2 separate regions of the Columba livia genome follow, and region 2 is linked to region 1. The links are chromatin contacts, called in public Hi-C maps. All regions are on one chromosome and are shown on one strand. The core of a region is the stretch at or near the end of the contact, and the rest is flanking DNA. Distances in the headings are between cores, read along the strand shown. Region 1 holds the start of PAK2 (p21 (RAC1) activated kinase 2). Region 2 overlaps PAK2 (p21 (RAC1) activated kinase 2).

Region 1 (7,283 bases), core at 2,031-4,530:
ATCACCACAAATATACCTAAACAGCAAAAAAGAAACTATGAATTTTAAGGCATGTTCCTAACATTTCCACCTCTACCTGCCTGCCAGGGGAGACATTTTCAAAGCCTGACTAATCCCCATTCCCAGATGAGAAAACAGAAAGAATGATCGACTTAAACTGACAAGTCAGATACAGGACTGGGACCAAAACCGGTGTTTCCAGCTCTTGATGACAGACACTGTCCACTACATCGGTCAAAATACAGCACTGAAGTGTGTGTTTTCCAATTAAAATAAGGCACAATTTAGGTAAAATCATGCTCCAAGATCTCACAAACCTTGAGCAGTAAAGTACGGCTTGAATATAAACTGTGAGCTCAGTCTACACCTTGCGACTTAGGCCCTGGTTAGGTCGGTCGCTAGGAGACCTGAAAATATCTTACCACCTGCATTTAAACGCAAACAAGAGTTTTATAAAATTTCACAACATAGCAGCCTCTAGACACCCTCATTCCAAACAGCAAAGCACAACAAGAACCCTTAGACACCCGAGCACTGGGAGCAATTTGTTATCTCCAGCAGCACTACACTTCACAGACCAAAGCGGTAACTTCAGCATTTGACAAGTTAAACTTCACCGAAAAGGTCCGTTTGGTCACTGTGGTGAGCTCAGCAGGTTCGGAACCCTCTCCAAGGCGACACTGCGCAATTACAAAGCGGTCTCAAAGTTTGGGGCCAGGCAAACTTGATTTAGGAAGAAGGTGCCTCCTTGGAAATCTGAAAATCGAGCTCACTGCAGCCTTTCTGAATCTCTCACCAGGTCCAAGAGAGCGCAGAGCAGAGCTGATCGTTGCGACTATATTTCTAGAAAATTAAAAACAAAAAAGGGAAAGCTCCACAACTACCTCCTTTTGGCAACTTGGTTGTATCCTTTCCCAACTTCAGCAGAAACAATTCATTAGGATGTGTGCAAATACTTGGTGCCTGCTGCTAAAAACCTCTCCACCATCCCTCCGCTGCCTTCTCCTCCTGAATGGGTTACCGAGCCAAATGATTTTCAACGTTTGCTGCCTGCATCCCAGTTTCTGACCCCAGGACTTGCATCTCTGCTGGTGCTATGACTGGGTTGGGTCGTCTGGAAGAGCACCTCGGTAACCAGGGGTTGCTTTCAGAACAAGCAGCTTTTTCTTTGTTGTGGCTGCGGCACAGACACATCAATAAATGTGTGTTGTAAGGAACATGAATATGCTGGCACAAAACTTGCAGGGAAGTTCTCAGTACCCCAGAAACCTCCTAATGCAGAAAACACATAAAAGGTAGAAGAAAAAAAAAGCAGCCCCAAACCAAGACTGATGCAAGAACTCCAAAGCAGAAGTGTGTTTTACTCGTAAAACACAAAGAGCTAGATTCAGATCCCTATGGCTTTTCATACCAGCACAAGAACAAAATCCGCAGCCCCAATACCCTGAACCCTTACCCTAAAGTTATTCGAATAATTTTTGGATTTGAATCATTTTTAAATATAACGAAAAGGCTGACTTAGCGCAAGCACACATGAGGTTTTAAAAGGCTACATTTTAAAATAAGCACAAGATTTTACTTCCCAGACGTGGTCAAGGATTCACCATTCTGCTCAGCATCCAGACCACAGGGGGAACACGAGCAGGTGTCTCTGAAGGAAACTCCCCCAGTTGGCCCAACGTCCCAGTTGTAACTCGCAATGAATTTCATCCCAGTAAATCAGCCTCTGACAACCATGCCTGGGATACACCGAAACACGCCACACCGTGTTAAAAACTGCAAGATCAATAGACAAAGGCTTCATTCCCCATTTAACAGCCCGATATTTTTGTTTTAACAACTACATCTGCACAAAGCTAAGTCAAATTCCACACACAACTTAGACAACACAGAAGATCTGAGTTACTCTTCCTCAAGCAGTTTTGTTCTGGCCTCAAGAACTGAAATACCCAACCAGTGAACTTTTAAGTAAGGTTTTTCCTTCCTCTAAAACATCACTCGGTGCATTTTTTTTAATGTGCTCCTATTATCTTAAAGATTCTACTCCAAAGATCGTAACACAGAGGTTTTGCATTTTTGCATTTCCATGTTGCTTCTATTTCAGTCTATTAGTCCGTCACATCAAACTGGACCAAGTCATTTGGTTACACACAGGTATTTCTTAACCTGCCCCCAGAACACTTCTGTGAGTTAAATTCCCTCCGCCTCCAAAACGAACAGATCGAATCACGTAGAAGCTGGTCCCTGTGTTTTTAGGGAGGTACCGCTCCGGGGCTCACATTGTGAGGATGCTCCATACTGCAAAGTAGACTTGCACAAGTATAAACCACACCAAAAAAAAAAGACAAAAACAGAAATAACAAGATAAAAACCCCCACAATACACCATGTTTGAATCGCACCTAACATCACCATCATCACAAGACCTCCAAAATAACGATTATTTTAAAAACATACATCGGTAGTGTCTCCGCTCTCCGTGAGTCAGAAGGGGAAGCGGTTCACTTTGGGAACAGCACAACATCGCTCCTTGAAAGCGGCTGATTCCCAACGCAGCCCCGGGCAGCTGCTCGCTCGTCCCAGGCTAAAACCGACTTTATCCTCCCCAACACCTTCGCACCAAAGTGCAACCGTCCCGTTTTGACAGAACAAAAAAGCGGTAATAAAAATAAAGCACAAAACACAGGGAAGAGAAACCCCACGCAGGTGAGGCGCTTGAAGAGCCAGAGCGCTCAAGGCGCTGGGCGGGCCGGGGCTCTGCGCTCCGCTTCTCTATTTAAACCTTTTTTTTGGTAAGGATTTATCTCCGCGACACCCACACCCGCGCTTTCCCGCGAGGTTTTCGCCCGTTGCCCGGGGATTCCGAGCCCCCCGTGCTCCCCCGGGGGCGGGGGCCGAGGCGGGGCCCACCGCGGCCCGCAGGAAGCGGGGCCGAGCACCGCTCCCGCCGCCGCCCTCCCGGAGCCGGACCCGGCGCAGCGCCCCCCGGCCCGCCCGCCCCTCCTCTCTCCCGCGGGGCCCGTGAGGGGAGCGGCCGCCCCGGATCTCGCCGCCCGCCGCAGGCCCCGACGCGGCGGGCTCCACAAAGAACGGCAGGTGGGAGCGGACTCACCGGGCTGGCGCGGCGGCGCCGGCCGCCTCAGGGGCGCGAAGGGCGGGGGTGGAGCGGGGCGCGGCCGCCACACGGCGCCTCAGCAATGGCGGCGGCGGGACCCACCGAGGCGGCGGCGGCGGCCGGAGGGGAAGCGGAACCGCCGCGCGTGGCCACAGCCCGCGGGGGCGGGCGGGGGCGGAGCCACGCATGCTCGACTACAACTCCCGGCAGGCGCCGCGCCCCGCGCGGGAAGTGGCGTCACGACTTCGGCGGTGCGCCGGGGTGGGCGGGAAGCGCAGTTCGGCTCACTAAAGGGACAGCGGCCCCGGCCGGTTGTACCGGGGCGGCGGCCACGGTGGGGAACCGCGGCCCCTGCAGCACCCCTGAGGGGGCCGGGGAGGGTCCCGGCTGGCGGCTGGGACGGGAGAGGCCCGGGCCAGCGCTGCTCCGGGCCTTCCCCACCACAGAGAATCCCAGAATGTCAGGGGTTGAAGGGCCTGGAAAGCTCATCCAGTGCAATCCCCCCATGGAGCAGGAACACCCAGATGAGGTTACACAGGAAGGTGTCCAGGCGGGTTGGAATGTCTGCACAGAAGGAGACTCCACAGCCTCCCTGGGCAGCCTGGGCCAGGCTCTGACACCCTCACCCCCAACAAGTTTCTTCTCAAATTTAAGTGGAACCTCCTGTGTTCCAGTTTGTACCCATTGCCCCTTGTCCTGTCACTGGTTGTCACCCAGAAGAGCCTGGCTCCATCCTCCTGACACCCCCCTTTATATATTTATAAACAGCACACAGTACTTACAACCCATCACAGCTCAGTTGTTCTCAGATCATCTGACATTTTCGTAGATTGATAATTCTTTTTTTTTTTTCTCTAGGGCAGTGGGCTTTTGCCCCTGCAGCTGGCTATTGCTATAGAAATTGCTGACTGTAGTTACAGAAAAAAACCCAAACAAACAAAAAAACCCCACAGAGTTACACCACTTCTCAACTGGCTCTTCTTCACCCCTCACTTCAGTTCTCTGGAGTTTAAATTTGACATTGTTTCCTCAACGCTTAATTCCTTGAGGAAAAGTGATTCAGTAGTTTCTTCCCTGCCCAGGCCCCCCCCGGCTCGCGGGGGTACGAGAGGGGACAGCAGCCACAACCATCTGCAAGCAGGAGGGTGGGAAGGGTGTCAGGGTGGTTGTGCTTCACATACCTCCTCTGTGCACGGTTCTTCCTCTTGCTCTGGTGGTGCTGGAGCGAGTGGAGAGAAGGGAACGGAGCTGGTGAGGGGCTGGAGCACAAGTGTGATGGGAGCGGCTGAGGGACCTGGGGGTTCAGCTGGAGAACAGGAGCTGAGGGGAGACCTTCTGATCTCTGAACTGCCTGAAAGGAGCTTGGAGCCAGGGGGGGTCGGGCTCTGCTCCCCAGGAACAAGCGCCGGGAGCAGAGGAAACGGCCTCAAGTTGTGCCAGGGGAGGTTGAGGTTGGATGTGGGGAACAATTTCTTCCCCAAAGGGCTGTGGGGCATTGGAACAGGCTGCCCAGGGCAGTGCTGGAGTCACCATCCCTGGAGGGTTGGACAGACGGACATGAGGTTCTCAGGACATGGGGCAGTGCCAGGGCTGGGGGAACGGTTGGACGTGATGGTCTTGAGTGGCTTTTCCAACCAAGGGGCTCATTTTGGTATCCATACAGCTGACAACAAATTAACCTTTCTCCCAACAACTGCTCAGGTCCAGAAGCCCCCGGAGCTCAGGGTGCAGCAGTACCGGTGACAGCAGCGTGCAGTCGCTCCGCCAGCTTCCCATGTTGCCACTTCTACCATCAGCGACTCAAGCCACTGCTCAGCCAAGGTTCCAAGAGACACAGCAGTAATGCAGCTGTGAAAGCAGCATATTTGCCCTCAAACTTCTCCCTCAACATTCCTGTGACATATTTAATCTTCCAGATGACCTCCCCAAATATCCACCTGCCCTGCAGCATGGACTTCACATCCTCTGTCAGTCCAGGCTTGAAGCAACATCTGTTTTTTCTGTGCATATCGCATTGTTACTTTCCCATTCTGATAGAACTCTGTACTTGATCCTCCCACGATCCAGATTTTGCTCATCCACCTCTGCACATATCTCTCCAGAAACCACAGCAGATTTCTGAACTTCACACTTCCCTCAGCTCTACTTTCCTTTCCCATAAGGTATCTTTACTTCTCCTTGCTCCTTCACCCCCAAACCCACTCACTCTCGCTCCAAACCATCTATTTCATTGCTCTGATTCAGTCCTTGCATATATTAATAACGAATATGGTTGTGTCTGGCCCTTTGTATCTGTTCCTAAGGACTCACAGGTATCTCATTTCTGCCTGCAAGATGCTGTGCTTGCCTAATGACAGTCGTTTCTGGTATGGGAGAGAAAATTTAACTGGCAAATTCCTTCATACTCTACACTATAACAGCTATGACACTTATTTGCAGCTTTTAAAGAAAATCTTGTCGACTATATTTTTAATACAAATGCTATGGATTTAAGAAATGGTAAATATTTGCTATTTCCCATAACAAAAAAGAAATTCATTGAGAAATTCTGTGATTTCTCTCATATTTCACAATAACAAGAATCAGTATGAATCAAGTTCAGCTGAAAAGCTTATTGGTGAGGTCATGACTAATTTTAGATACATTTAGTGAGCTACATGCCAGCCAAACTGATCAGTGCCCATCTAAACCTGTTCTGATGCCAAGTATTTGGTACTGACAGCACTAAACCCCAGTAATTCAAGCCCCTCCTGCCTCAGTTTCCCCTACAGCATCTTACCACTAACACTGGTTTCTATTCTCACATCCTCACTTGTTCAGATTGCCAGATCTTCCACTTTTTTTGCCACTTGCAATATTTTGTCACATTTGTCCAAAAGATATTTACCTTTTTTTTTTCACTAGGCTGTGATATCGGGCAGCTTGTTTCAGCTAAGGAATTCAAGCCAGGATCTTTCAACTGGTATTATCTGATGTTTAAAAGAGATTTCAGGTGATAAAGACCTGAGCTGAGCTGCAGTCTGGGCTGTTGCCTTTCCAAGGGTCAGACTGCGACACAGAATTATTTACCTGTGTAAAAGAGCGAGCACGAGAACTCGTCTCTGGGAATTAAAAATCCTGCTGAGAGACAAGCGTCACAATACTGGTCACCAGCCCCGCTGCGCTGATGTGGTTCATCATGTCACCAAATCTCTCTGCAATTGTTCTCTTTGATTTCTCCCTTCCCCCAGGCAGATGCGGCGACTCCTGGGAGGGAGCGGGTGCAGCGCTGGCGCAGAAATCGTCAGGCAAACAAGAGCCCAGTGTCCCAGCACTCGCCGACCTGTCGTGGGCGAAGTCACAAGACGAGCTCGCTATTGAATTCCGGCAGAAGCAGAAAGATGCCCAAGGGATCCCGGAGCTACAGCTGGACAGCAATAAAAGGCCGATTCTGCTGCTGAGAAGGCTCGGCTGCGCGCTGAGCACTCAAAAGGAGGGCAGAAGCTGAAAACTGGAAGTTTTCATTCGTTTCTCACACATGCACTCCCCAAAATCACCTGCTTTTCTTAACTTAGTCTCAGTTTACAGGGAATAAAATCTATTTTCTCCACCACCAGTCCCCAGGAGTTCGCGCAAGCTCACAATGCCACCTACTGACAGCAAGAAACAGCAACCGAGCTCTTCTGACAATCCAGAGCAACTCAGGTTTTCCATGAAGTAATTTCCTCACCATTTCCTTGTATTTATCAACTGTTCTGATGGCTGAATGCAAATCTAAATATTTTCTTGTAGTCAGTATCTTTTCAGCACCTTTTGTCTCCCAAGCGTTACTCTTTCCACTTCTGAAATCGGGTGAAATTTCTTTCAAATTTTCTAAACTCTTTTCAACTACATTTTGACCCAAAGCACCTAATCCCTGCCAGTTATTAGAAAGGGAGAGATTAATTAAGCTTTCTCCCGTCTAATGGAAAAACAGAATGTCTCTTCCCAAATTCACACATAACCAAATTCAGAAACTTTAATGTCAGATAATGCTTTTCATACCCGTAATAACCAATCCCTGAGTTTGCTGGTTTAAATTCAATAAATACAAATACCTCTGCAAGAGGAGGAAACAAGTTCTGGGCCAGGGGGATGGAATCGGAACCGAGCCTGCGGCAGCTCTTCCAGCTTTTTGTAGCGCTTTTCTT
Region 2 (7,339 bases), core at 3,022-5,521, 33 kb before region 1:
GTGTTACAACTTGCAAACACCCAATGCCACACTGAAGCATTAACAAATATATGGAGACTATCTAAGAACTTCAAGTTAAACTGAGTGTCAGATTTGTATTACAGTGTTTTGTAAACTCTCACAAGAGGGTATCTCTCAGACTATAACTTTCTAAAAATGGAAAACAGAGACTCTCCCACCACGCCAGGGCAAAAGTATTTATATATCTAATAGACATTTAACAGGCAGATTCACATTAACAGTTCCATTTGGGAGCAAAGTGAACACCACAAATGCTGTCTATTTTTTAAGCCTCCTCTCCTAGACACACTGAGGTTAATACTCCTTTGAGCAAGGATGACAGGACTAGACTCCCTCTGGAGCTCATCACTTCTCCTCAACTGACCCAGGCAACTGCTATTTAACAATACATGAGGCATTCCCTCCTCACCCAAAGCTTTGCATCTTGCTTTTAATGTTTTTCATCAGCTTTGTCATCAGAAACTCTGAATAAAGCCTCAAACATTGACCTCTTGCACTGTGGTACAGAGGGAAACGTAAGCCTTACAGGCCATCTCATCAACATAGCTTCTTGACTTGGAGTCCAAATATAAGCACGCTCCTGTTTAATAAGGCACCAGCTCTCAAGCATGTCGAGCTTGTAGGTTTGATTAAAGAAGTGGCGATAAAATGCTTTTGTGGATGAAGACCTCTTTCTTTCCCACCTGTTTGGGACTTCTTGCAATCTTGCCAGTTAATGTCTTGACAGTTAATGCCAGTTAATTGCAAACCCCCAATTTTCCTGGTTAAACTTGTTATTTTCTGTTATTGTGATATCAATTTCTGCTCTTAGTATTGTTCATCCTTCCCAACTAAATGGCTCCAACGGCAATTGTTATAATTAGTCCTAACTTAAGTGTACCACAAATTCTAAGAGTGCGTCTTCATTCCTCTACCGACAAAATTCAACTACAACACTCACCTCTCTGCAAACAGCAGCGATCTGTGCTTCATCCATACACGTTTCTGTGACCACATCTGTTAGCGAGCCCCCAGCCAGATACTCCATCACCACAAACAGTTCATCTCCTACGAGGTAACTGCAAACAGAAAACAAAGAGCATGCTCGTTTGCCATCACAAGGTTGAGAACTGGAAAACGACTGAGAAGAGTCGGGCAATGAAATGATTCACAAGCACTTCTAGACAAATGGTAAAGAAAGTTCATCTCTGGAAGGCAACATGAAATGTAAATGCTGCCAATAAAAGCTGTGTGCGTCTTATGTCCTAAATGGGCACGATAGCACCCTACAGGACAGATGACCTGTTATTTTTGTTTCAGATGGCAGTCTATATACAGTTTCATTTGCTTATAAGACCCTCAGGTACGGATCTGTGTTAGTAAATCAAGTTAAAACCTCTGGAAGCCCCTGGGGATGAAGGAATCGACCAGCCAGCTGCACTTACCTGTCCAGGAAGTTGACGATGTTGGGGTTCTTTAGCTCCTTCATTACCAAGATTTCATTAATAATCAGCTCCTTCTTGGGCTGTTTCTGCAGGTTTATCTGTTTAATAGCAACCTGAATAGGACAAAACAAAATAGCAATTGCTTGAACGCAGGTAACAAAACCATTCGGTCGTTCTTAATATTGTGGAAATTTAGAAGAAATTCCATAACAGGATTAAAGGAGTTTAGCACAGCTTGCAGCTGGCAAGTTATTTATTTATTAGCATACAACTTAAAAGAATTACAGCTCGACGAGCATACAACTCACGCCCACAGCAACATCACCTTCTTGCAGCTGAAAAGTTTCGCAAACAATAACGAAGGCCAGAAGGAAACATTCAGAAGATAAAAAGATACTCGCCCAATTTCATTTCAACGGGCCTAGGGCAGAAGAGGATCTTGTAGCAACTAAGGGTGATAGAATAAACCTTCCAATGCAAGGCAAGATAATAGGTGTTTCTAGGTTCCGACCAAATTAGCCTTTGGGTATAGGAAGTGCTGGGAGGCAGAAGGAATTGCTCTCAAAGCAATTAAGCAACTGAACTATCCCAGAGAAGGAAGGGAAGATCAAGAGCTGTCTTGTCCAGGAAATAAGCTAATCAGGGTAACTATTCCCGATTTTAAAATGTAGAAGAATTGTTGCAGTTATGTTACCTGCAACACTTTGAGGAGGCACTTTGGAGTTTACAAGATGACCTGCCTACCAGTCCAAAACCAAATGCAAGAACCAATATAACCCTGTAGAAACCATCGCTATCGTATTGCCAAGAGCATTAAAAGGAGAAAACCCATGGCACAGAATCATAATTAAGTTTTCAGGGGATCTCCGGAGGCCGCCTGGTCCAATCCCTTGCCCACAGCACAGCCAATGTGGAGCAGGTTACTGAAGGTTTTGTGCAACTGTGGTTTGAATGGAGATATCCATGGGCAGATAGTCCATGGGCAGATATTCAGCTCTGGGCTCCTGTCCCATGTTCAACCATCCTGACTGTGAGGGGAAAAACATTTCTACTATCTAACCAGACTCTCCTTTATGGCAATTTTTGTCTGTTACCTCTTGTCCTGTCATTGTGTTGCTCTAGGAGGAGTCTGCGCTCCATATTCTCTACACCTTCCCATCCGGGCATTGAAAATAGCAATAAAATCCTCCTTTGGCCTGTTCTCACCACTGAATAGACCAAATTCTACCCGGAAAGCCAGAGTACCGCATCCCTTTAATGCACAGAGACTGCAAACGGCCTGACAAGACGCACGGGAGGTCTAAGAAAGGAACTGAATTACAAAATGTAGCATGCACTCAGTATGAGGACATGAAGTACTGCAGTGTGCAGAGAGGAATCTAAGAGACGAGGCACTGGGATGACTGAAAGGCTTGTGTTTTAGAGATGTGCTCCGCTACAGTACTGGTAAATGTGGCTGATGTTGAAAGGGCAATTACTGATCGGTGACCTAAGGCTACTGGCAGATGTTTAAAAGAAAATTAAGGGATTGTGAAATTAAAGAAAAGCAAATAATTCCTAAGTTTAAATCCTGGGAACCAGGGATGACCACTAGGTGACAAGCAAGAAGATTATTGCTGATGTTACCAACTTCACCAGGAGGGTTTGGAGACACCAAGGAGGGAAAGCAAAGAGCAGGACGTGGAGAAGGCTCTGTGACCACAGCAGAGAATCACATCGGGGGAGCTGACACATACAGATGGGCACATCCACCACCTCTGCTGACATGGGACTAGAGAGCAAGTGTGCAAACACTGAACAAAATGTAAGTTTTGAAAATGCGGGACACCACGGCCCACAATTCGCAAAGGCAAAACTTTATTCAAAACACCTCACTCCCTCTGCTTTTCACCCGAAAGACAAAACTCTATTTTTAGCTTGGATCATCTGATTATCACAGAACAAGGCACACACTGTTACAGACGACTATGACAACATTCTTCTGGGAGGTAATAGCAGAGATGGGAGCCACAGAAAGAAATCGAGTCAAGTAATTTCACAGAATCCCAGAGTGTCAGGGACTGGAAGGGACCTGGAAAGCTCATCCAGTGCAATCCCCACATGGAGCAGGAACACCCAGATGAGGTTACACAGGAAGGCGTCCAGGCGGGTTGGAATGTCTGCAGAGAAGGAGACTCCACAACCTCCCTGGGCAGCCTGGGCCAGGCTCTGACCCCCTCACCATGAACAAGTTTCTTCTCATATTTAAGTGGAACCTTTTGTGTTCCAGTTTGCACCCATTGCCCCTTGTCTTGTCACTGGTTGTCACCCAGAAGAGCCTGGCTCCATCCTCCTGACACTCCCCCTTTCCATATTGATCCCCAGGAATGAGTCACCCCTCAGTCTCCTCTTCTCCAGCTCCAGAGCCCCAGCTCCCTCAGCCTTTCCTCACCCGGGAGATGCTCCACTCCCTTCAGCATCTTGGTGGCTGCGCTGGACTCTCTCCAGCAGTTCCCTGTCCTGCTGGAACTGAGGGGCCACAACTGGACACAAGATTCCAGGTGTGGTCTCCCCAGGGCAGAGCAGAGGGGCAGGAGAACCTCTCTGACCTACTGACCACCCCCTTCTAACCCACCCCAGGTACCACTGGCCTTCCTGGCCACAAGGGCCCAGTGCTGGCTCATGGTCACCCTGCTGTCCCCAGGACCCCCGGTCCCTTTCCCCTACACTGCTCTTCAACAGCTCATTCCCCAACTTATACTGGAGCCCACATAAAAACATTCAGCCACCTACATAAAAACATTTACACAGACAAAGCAATCGCAGTGCAGTGAACTCAGAAATCTCACCTCCTGCCCCGTTGCCACATCGATAGCTGTGAACACTGTACCTGAAGCCCTGTGAAGAAAAAAAAACAACATTGCAGGCAGTTGTATAAAAAACACACACATGAACAGATAGATCACAAACACTAAACTGTGTCAGCTTGCGACGTTGCAAGAGCTTTATCAAAAAGAAGGTTATTAGAAGCAAGTGGTATCACGGAAACACCAGGTGGTTCACATACAACAAAATCATCTCGAGTTCTCTCTGACACCAACTATCCTCCTGTATCCAGCGTGTTTGAGCCCCCAGAAGATCAGATAAGCTGGGCAACCCTTTCTGCAATAGGTATTAACTTTTCTTTTCCCCCAGGGAAGCCCACACACAAACACAGACAGACCTATTTGGAAAGTATACAGTAGGAGTTAGGCTGGAAAAGCTACAACTTGTATTAACATATACTTTCTTCTCCAATAATACCTTGGTCCAGGCAGTACTGTTACCGAAGATAACTCTGACACGTCCTCGTGCTATTCAGCCATCGTGAACACATCTTACCAGAGAGGAGAGGACTAGATACACTCTCCCATTAAAAGAATATTTCCAGCCTTCACCATGTGTTTATCACCACTTAACACAGCCCACACTTCTGCCTGCTTCAGTAAGCAGGGGCTACGCCATCAGATTGAACAGAGAACTGGTCTTAATGCTGCCTCACTGGGAATAAAAGTTGGGGTGAGCACTTACCCCTGCCCGATTTTTTCATATCTGGTGTATTTTTTCTTGGGATCTCCTATGCTCACGATAGTCCCTAAAGAAGAAAGGAGACACATCATGCTATTTCCCACTAGTATCTCAATTTAATTGTGGTCTTCTGTGTAGCAAAACCCAGTGTGGGGTTATGACAAAACCGGTAGCTGGGCCTAGTCTGGAAACCAGTCAGTTCTCGACTTAAGCACAGGAACATCAATGTGAAAAATTGTCTTCAAGATGACTACGGAACAAACAACAGCAGAAGCTATTTTGTGTTATTATGGTTGTATTATACAGGCAGATCGCACTGTCACAACCCAACTTCAACCCACAAAACCTGTTCTACGATCTTTTTTACCCAATAAGGCTCTGAAGCACATAAATCAGCAAAGCTTCTGAATGTTCCTCTCAGCTGCTCTTGGACACAAAACCAATCAAGCATGGTATCCACACAAGCCATAAAAGATGAGGGCAAAAGCTTAACGTTCCTCCCCAGCCTTAGAGCCGTCGTTTATCTGAAACAAAAACCACCTACGTAGTTTCTCCACAATCTCTTCATCTGACATTTTGGTCTTCTTCTTCTGCTTATCACCCGATTTCGTCGCGCTGTCAACAGCGGCGTCACCAGCCGGCGCAGGGATGGGGTCAATCACAGATCGAGTGTAAATCTGTTAAAACAGAGACCGTTCACAGTTCTTCAAAGATTCCCCAAACACCAGTTGACATAACAGGTTGGAGGCAGAAATTAGATCTGAGAAGCATTAAATTCCATAAAGTCAAGATGCTGGTAACTTTATTGAGCTCTGAAAGAAGGACCCAGGCACCCCCTGAGCGGATGCCAGGAGATTCATTTCCACACAGAAACCTTTGGTGGGTTTTCTACCTGCTTATTCTGCATAACCCACGCTAGTTATCAGCGCAGAAATCACTATTTAATAGCGAGATTCAACCACTCCTGAGATTGAAAGGAAAAAGATTCATGCTTCAACATGAAAAGAAGCACGAGGCTCTCAAAAACTTCCCAGTTGCCCCCGGTTTAGGGGATTTTCTTGGAGCTTTATTTAACTTCCTCCTGAGCTGTTCATGGACACACCTTAGAAATATCAAGCTGTAAGATCTGTCACATTTGATACGTTTACATCCCCAGAGTGGGCGATTATAAAGCAGCATCACTGACACAAATACACAATTCACATTCGTGCTCCCGCAGCAAAAATAAATGGGCAGAGCAGCAACATATCTGCATATCACAGTCCAAAGTATGAGCTGGGATTTGTTCACAAGGCGTGAAGTTCAAGACAACTACACTAAAACTTAACTAACAACTTCTTAAGCATTTAACTTTCCAGGTAATGCTGATGAGTAAAATCAGCTTTCGAATCTTAAATGTGAATTTGTTTGGGTTTAGGTGGGACATTTGGTGAGGTTACCACACTGCAATCAAATGAAATAAAGGAAATCAAAGACGCTGCCACTTTTAGGACTAAGAAGCCTCCTCGTCGTATCTTGGGTTGAAGTAGAGGCTTCACTGGCTATCTTCAACACAAGCCCACAAACAAATCAGCATTAACTTCAGGATTTCTGATTTGATATCCAGAAATTAGGCATTTTCTTAGCAAACTCAAAGAAAAAGCAGAACTTACAAGAGTTTATTTCACAATTACAACGCTTTGCTAGGTAACAGAAGTAGAAAAAATCCTGCAGCACCGAGGAGTTTGGGAATTTGACAGCCACTCACTGATTTTGTGTGGTCTGGCCGTGGGGCAATAACAGGAGGAGGAGCTTCCTCATCATCCTCATCATCATCTGCCACAGCTGTTGATGGCTCCAAACCTTTGGCAATGCCCTATATTTTTAACCAAATTACAAAAAATTAATAAACAAACAGAATTGTTTCCCCTACAGAGTTAAAGACTTGCTTCTCTGTGCCCCCCCCCCCATGAAGATTAAAGAATTCTTACTGTTGTCAAAAGAAAATAATAGGTTGAGCGGTTTAAGTGCCCTATTACGTTCTATTCCAAGACTAAAATACTATCGCTCCAGTGAAATACGCTGTGTTGATGCCCCAACTTTATGTTTTTATTTCACAAAAATCTCATTTGGTTTTACACTACGAGATTCAGTCCACAGCAAATGCAGAAGACCTGAACTCTTACGCGAGTACGAATAGACAAAGAATAGCAAACACACTCACCGTTGGTGTTCCTGAAGGGAAACCATCTTTTTCTAAATAGGACAAACAGCAGAATACATAAAATCATCAGAAAAATAATAGAGAGTGAACAGAGTAAAGAATTGTGGCAGGATGCAAACCCCGCTCTCTCCCCCTCCCTCCTTCG

Evidence for each region. Hi-C and Micro-C count contacts between places; a contact is called where the count stands out from the background.
Region 2: a Hi-C map of crop shows a contact between it and region 1, with 2.0 times the contacts expected there. The contact joins the enhancer-like site here to the promoter of PAK2 in region 1. A contact is called at or near these places in 2 of 2 Hi-C or Micro-C datasets (crop and liver).

The regions. Positions count from the first base shown.
Region 1 is chr9:20,687,680-20,694,962 of bColLiv1.pat.W.v2, reverse strand. It overlaps PAK2 (p21 (RAC1) activated kinase 2), which reads right to left and starts at 3,280. Exons shown (of 15, transcript XM_065073045.1): 1 at 3,112-3,280. LOC135580187 (a long non-coding RNA gene) reads left to right here and starts at 2,695. Exons shown (of 2, transcript XR_010474482.1): 1 at 2,695-3,095; 2 at 4,816-7,283. It overlaps PIGX (phosphatidylinositol glycan anchor biosynthesis class X), which reads right to left. Exons shown (of 6, transcript XM_065073066.1): 6 at 7,086-7,283.
Region 2 is chr9:20,721,538-20,728,876 of bColLiv1.pat.W.v2, reverse strand. PAK2 (p21 (RAC1) activated kinase 2) reads right to left here. Exons shown (of 15, transcript XM_065073045.1): 5 at 7,195-7,226; 6 at 6,739-6,846; 7 at 5,536-5,668; 8 at 4,995-5,058; 9 at 4,274-4,322; 10 at 1,446-1,558; 11 at 962-1,079. Among named protein-coding and RNA genes, the nearest start is that of SRPRB, 18 kb to the left of the region's middle. Within about 2 kb of position 4,271, at least 1 of the 3 cell types and tissues checked has an H3K27ac peak away from gene starts, as active enhancers do.